Linked DNA regions of Rattus norvegicus: region 1 is linked to region 2. Evidence: chromatin contacts called from public Hi-C data. All regions are on one chromosome and are shown on one strand. The core of a region is the stretch at or near the end of the contact, and the rest is flanking DNA. Distances in the headings are between cores, read along the strand shown. Region 1 has its middle 84 kb from the start of Far2. Region 2 has its middle 24 kb from the start of Pthlh.

Region 1 (2,924 bases), core at 322-2,821, 710 kb after region 2:
ACCAATTCTCATGCCTAAGGCTTTAAAACGGAGCGCAAACAACTCTAGAGCCATGGTGCTCTGCGTACTCCTCTAGGTGTGTATGTGTATGACTCAGTGAGAGCGCCACTCGCACATACACACAGAAGCTTGGCCTCTGACTGGGAGACATCCTGGCACTGGGGTATACTGGAGTTACAAAGGATGAGCGGCTTTCTGTTGGCTTTCTTCCCTCTGTGCGGCCCTGGTGACTGCCCAGCGAGAGGAAACACCCCATCATCGAGGATTCTTTTCCCTAGCTGCATTTACAAAATCTCTCTGAATAATCAACCAGCAATCAATCCGTGGGGAAGGCTCAGGCAGTCCCTGGCAGTGCAGTCCACGAGGTCTGGGGTCCGGGTGGGGATCGGGGGAGTGGAGGCGTGGGGCTCCGGAGCACAGTTTTGTCCCAAGTTGATTTTCTTAACCTTGGGTATGTGCTGTTGATGTGAAAGCAGGAAGAAATGCCACATTATCCCCCCTCGGCTTTGCGTGCCTTGCTTGGCACGGAGTCTGCCAGTTTAGACCACCTATCATGCAGACCTGCCTCGGAAGAAAACTGGCTCTGTGATAAACACACCTAGGGATCTGTGAGTCAAGAGTGCCCCCTAACGGAAGCATGAAGGATGCCTGGGATTTACCTTCTTTTCTTTCACTGGCAACAATTCTGTCCCGTTTTACATCTTGGGCTCAAAGCTTACATTTACCTTCATCTGTCAGGGTGAAACTTAAAATGCTCACTGCCTCCTGCCTTGGGTCCTGGACCCAAAAGATTCTTCTGTGGCTCTGGTCTCCCATGAATCCTGGCCCCTGCTTATAATTTTTACCCTTACTTATGATTGAGAAATGAAGGGTTTCTGGGATTAATTCCTCTCAGGTTTTAAGATGAGGTAGCCACAGTGATTTCAGCCCCATCTTCCTCTGAGAAGTGTCCATGCTTTTTCCTAAAGGCATGTGTTAATCATTTAGCCAATTCTACTTGGCGCGGGGCACCCCAAAGCCCTCTTGAGATGATGCAATGTCGCAGAGCGAGAGTCCAAGCTGATCCGCGTGGGTCGGCATAGGAGGGCTGCGTTCAGACTTGCTGGCTGCACTTACTGAGAAAACCCACATAGGTATGTTCCAGAAACAGTGACGATTAGCTCAAACTGAACCCAGGATCAGGCAATGCTTGTTGGACATTGCCTGCCTCTCTCCTCTGTGAGTGAGCTAAGCCATTAATACTTAAACAGTAGAGACAGCTGTTGGACGATGGGCAGTGTCTGAAGGGCCTTTCCACCCTGTCACTTGGCCATGAAGGTGGCTCAGACACGAAATGGATCCAGCTAGCTTCCCTTGCCACCCAAGCAGAACCAGGTCATGTGTACAACGTCAGACCATGGGCTTCCAAGAGCTATGGAAATTGGTGCTGGGAACTTGCTGTCCCTAGAAGCATGACATGTAGACAAGCGGTGCTTCTCATTTCTCTGTTAGACTGGAAATAACTCTCTGGCCTGTAAGTGTGTGAATTATAACTGGACCCCTGAGCCTGGACCTCAAGGTTTGTCTCTCGCTTTTGTGGTTCATAACATTAAATCACCATGGGGCCTGGGGGGATGACTCAGCATAAATATGAAGACTGAGTCCGATCCTCGGCCTCATGTTAAAAAAGGAAAACGGGGGGGGGGGGGGACAGAGAGAGAGAGAGAAGGGAGGGAGGGAGGGAGGGAGGGAGGGAGGGAGGGAGGGAGGGAGGGAGAGAAAAAAGTCAAGTTCAGTGGAGCACATCTGTAATCCTAGTATGGGGGTTGAGGGGAGACAGAGCAGAAACATCCCTGGAACTGGCTGGCCAGCCAGGCTACACAATCAGTTTGAGCTCCAGGTTCAGTAAGAGACCCTGTCTTAAAAAATAAAATGGAGGGGGTTGGGGATTTAGCTCAGTGGTAGAGCGCTTGCCTAGGAAGCACAAGGCCCTGGGTTCGGTCCCCAGCTCCGAAAAAAAGAAAAAGGAAAAAAAAATAAAATGGAGAGCAATTTAAGAAGACACTGGACAGTGACCTCTGGGATCAATGTGCATGCGTGTGCACACACCTGCGCACACACATGTGCACATGTGCGCACACACATGTGCACATATGCGCACACATGCACGCATGCACACACGCATGCACACACACATTATTCAGAGACACGGTATTTTGGAAACTTCACTGTCTTAATCCAGCAAGACTCTTGGCAAAGGTCTGCAAACATCTAAACCCAGTTCAGGAGTAAAGTGGCAAGGAAGATGGTCAAACCCAGTTCCATGTGTTCACATGAGAGGATCAGAAATTGAATTTTAAGCGTCTGTGCTGAAACGTAGAGGTGACACTGCCACCACCCCTCCCTAAGCAATGTAGTACAGCAAGGGTGTGTGCAGTATTCCCATTCTTCAAGGCATCCTCTGTAACACAGGGGGCTTGGGCAGCCCTAGATTCTGGTATGAAGGAACAGGAGGCCATGGAACCAATATCTGAAGAATACATAGGAATAACTTAACAATAAAGTGGGACCAGGACATATACAACAAACCCAGAAGCTCCAAGTAAGAACTGGTGTTTACTTGCACAGGCCAGTGCCTTGTCTGCCCAGGCTCTATTCCTCCACATCTAGAATGCAAAGGATTATGCCAACTGGTGGGAATGCTGAAGGTCACTGAGTGAATAAGCACCAAATCTGGTCAACTCTAAGTTAAACTTGACATGAGACTCGTCAGGTCAATGCCCAGCTTTTCACCTTCTCTGGTTTGGGTTCTTGGTGTTAATCACATGCGATAGGAAGCAGCTGACTAGTAGGTCCTGGATGCCACCAGATTGGTCCTCAAGAACATCCTTCTTTCCTGTATCCTTCTGATAAAAATCAAAACCCAAGACCCTACAGAATGGTAG
Region 2 (2,781 bases), core at 124-2,623:
GACAGACAAACAACAACAAAAACAAAAAACCTGACTTTGACACCATGAGGCTGAGATGGTTAGCTGTAATGAATCAACCTGATACATATTAGAATCATCTGGAAAAGAGTTTCTGTGAGGGCTTGTCTTTATTGAGTTGGCCTGTGAGTGTGTCTATGGGGGTTTGTCTTGATTATGTCAGCTGATACGGGAAGACTCAGCCCACCATGGGTGGTATCAGTCTCTAGTCGGGGGACTCAAACTGTAAGAGTAGAAAAAAAGCTGAGCTCAAGCAGGCAAGCAAGCAAGCAAGCAAGCAAGCAAGCAAGCAAGCAAGCAAGCAAGCAAGCATGTTTGCACTTGTTTCTCTGTATTCCTTACTGTGGATGTGATGGGACTAGCTTTTTAAAGTTTCTGTCTTGGTTCCCCCCAATGGTGAACTGTAATCTGGAAATATAATCCCTTTCTTTCCTGAGTTGCTTTTTTGACTGAAGCGTTTTATCACAGCAACAGAAAGAAAACAAAAATGAGAATGTGTGTGTGTGTGTGTGTGTGTGTGTGTGTGTATGTGTCTCCAGGGTAACTGAAAGGGTGGAAGAATACTCAGGTTCACAGCAGCACTAGTCACCATAGACAGCTGGGAGAAGCAACACAGATGTTCACTGATGGATGAGGGAATAAACAAAATGTAGCAATTGGATACAATGTTTATCCCTAAAATGGAAGGGAAACCCTGACACTGCTACAGCCTGGAGGACCTGAGCACATTACATAAAGCGAGCCAGCCACAAAAGACAAACGCTGCATGACTCTGCATGTTTGGGGAACCAAGAGTCACCAGAGTCACACAGAGTGGAATGGGATTGCCAGGCTCAGGGGCAAGTGTGATTGTTGGAAGATTTTGAGGGCGGCCAGATTTACCTGGTCTGGAATTTTTACACAGAAACACGAGCTGCAGAATCGGTTGCATACTTAGAAATGGGTACATGGACAAAATGTGTTACAAGTTTACTACAGTTACTAATTTAAAAATGCTTAGGGAGATCACACCAATACAAATGGAGTGCTTTTGAATGCGAATGAGAGATGATGTTGAAAAACAGAAGGCTGGAAGAGTCCATTGAATCGCACTGTTGGGGGCACAGAGAAACCTTAGGGAGGCAAGATAGAACTCACCAGCACTTGTAAAGGTCTGCCTGACAGCAGCGTTGGAAGGATCAGAAACAAATTTTATGTCTTATAACTCGGTAAAAATACGTGGGAAAAACTACAGGGAACAAGCACTTGAGAAGTCTTTATCCTCCCTTAAACATTTCCTTGGTTTTGTCTTCTCTAAACTGCCTTAGTGCACACTGGCAAAAGCACACAGAAAATCTATCCTGGTTGGGTGTTTCCAGACTGGCCGACTCCGGTGCTGCCACCTACTGGTCACTTCTAGACCGTCATGGATTTAAGCTTGCCCAAGCCATTCTGTTTCATGCCAAATAATTACAATTTAAGAATATGACTGAAATGGTTTTAGTAAATTACCTTAAGATGTATCTCTCAGACACTGGGCGTGGTGGACTCTGCCTGTAAGCCTAGCTGCCCCAGATGCTGAGGTGGGATGACTGAACCTTCAGCACGTAACCTGGACAATAGAGAGGGCAAGGCCAGCCTGGATAACTTTGCCAGTCTGTCTCAAACTTAAAAGTGAAAAGGGAGTTGCCAATGTAGCACAGAGGTGGAGCACTTGCATACATGTGGGAGGCCCTGAGTTGTTGGGTTTTGTTTTTGTATCTAGGTAACATATAAATCACATTAAAAAGCAGAGAAATGTATAAACGGATGTCTGTACCCCAGAGCCACCTCCTTAGAATAAGAAGATTACAGAGCAGAAGCATCGTCCACTGCTTGGATTCTGATAGAGGTCCCTTGGCATGTTGACAGGGAACAGAATGGAGAAAAACCTTAAATTAGTTTGGAAAGTCCTGGGTTTTAAAAAGTAAAGCAAGGTCATTTTTTTTTGCAGAATTCCTTAGGAATTTCCCCCAGCTGAACACAGGGACTTTGCACCAGGCTGTGCCTTTTGGGAACATGTGTCAGTTAAGACATTTTTGGGAACAGAGACACTGATCCATGTCATCCTGCCCGAACTCCAGAAAATACAGTAAGTTTTCATGTCATTTCAAGAGGGCGGGGTAACTTCAGATATTAGGTTAAAAAAATAGGGGTTAATAATTACAGTGGCAAGTTGATTGGAGTCAAAGGACATTTCAACTTCAATGATCATGGCATTGTGTGAATGGATTATGCATATGCTAGTTTTCTCCATCATATTGCTGTGTGAGTCTGCCCACGGTTTTCTTGATCTTGGCCATTTTCAGTTGCATTGAGGATGTGTTGTTGTGATCTCTCGCAGATTCCCGGAGAAACAAGGCAGAGAGTAAATCTATTAATCTTGAATGAACTGCTCCTAACAGTCTGCAGTGCTGACTCAGTAACTATTGGCCATTTCTTTTGGTTCTTTCTCAAAGTTAACATTGATTGATTCTGAGATTAGGCGTTTAGTATTGACGTAAGCTAGAAGTTGAACTGTAGCCACCCAGTATTTATAAGTCCAGTCATTTCAAGGCTGTCCTGTGGTACAAGGCTGGGTCGGTGATGATGTGATGGATTGGAAGATGGGAGGGAGAAACGTCTGGAAGCAGCTGGACCTTGAGTGTGATTCAGAGGAGAAGGCTGTGGTTGGGCTGTTGTTCCAGAGATATGGAAGAAACTGAGAAAAGGCTCAGAGCCAGGAGAGGAAGAACCCAGGGCAAA

What was found. A called contact is a pair of places that touch in the nucleus more often than the background predicts.
Region 1: a contact with region 2 is called in a Hi-C map of the A7r5 cell line, with 6 times the contacts expected there. The contact joins two enhancer-like sites. A contact is called at or near these places in 6 of 12 Hi-C or Micro-C datasets (the A7r5 cell line, Schwann cells, frontal cortex and 3 more).

Annotation. Positions count from the first base shown.
Region 1 is chr4:182,619,715-182,622,638 of GRCr8, forward strand. No RefSeq gene overlaps it. Among named protein-coding and RNA genes, the nearest start is that of Far2, 84 kb to the right of the region's middle. Within about 2 kb of position 1,572, at least 3 of the 93 cell types and tissues checked have an H3K27ac peak or open chromatin away from gene starts, as enhancers often do. A contact at or near this core is called in the A7r5 cell line, where this site is marked.
Region 2 is chr4:181,905,403-181,908,183 of GRCr8, forward strand. No RefSeq gene overlaps it. Among named protein-coding and RNA genes, the nearest start is that of Pthlh, 24 kb to the right of the region's middle. Within about 2 kb of position 1,374, at least 4 of the 93 cell types and tissues checked have an H3K27ac peak or open chromatin away from gene starts, as enhancers often do. A contact at or near this core is called in the A7r5 cell line, where this site is marked.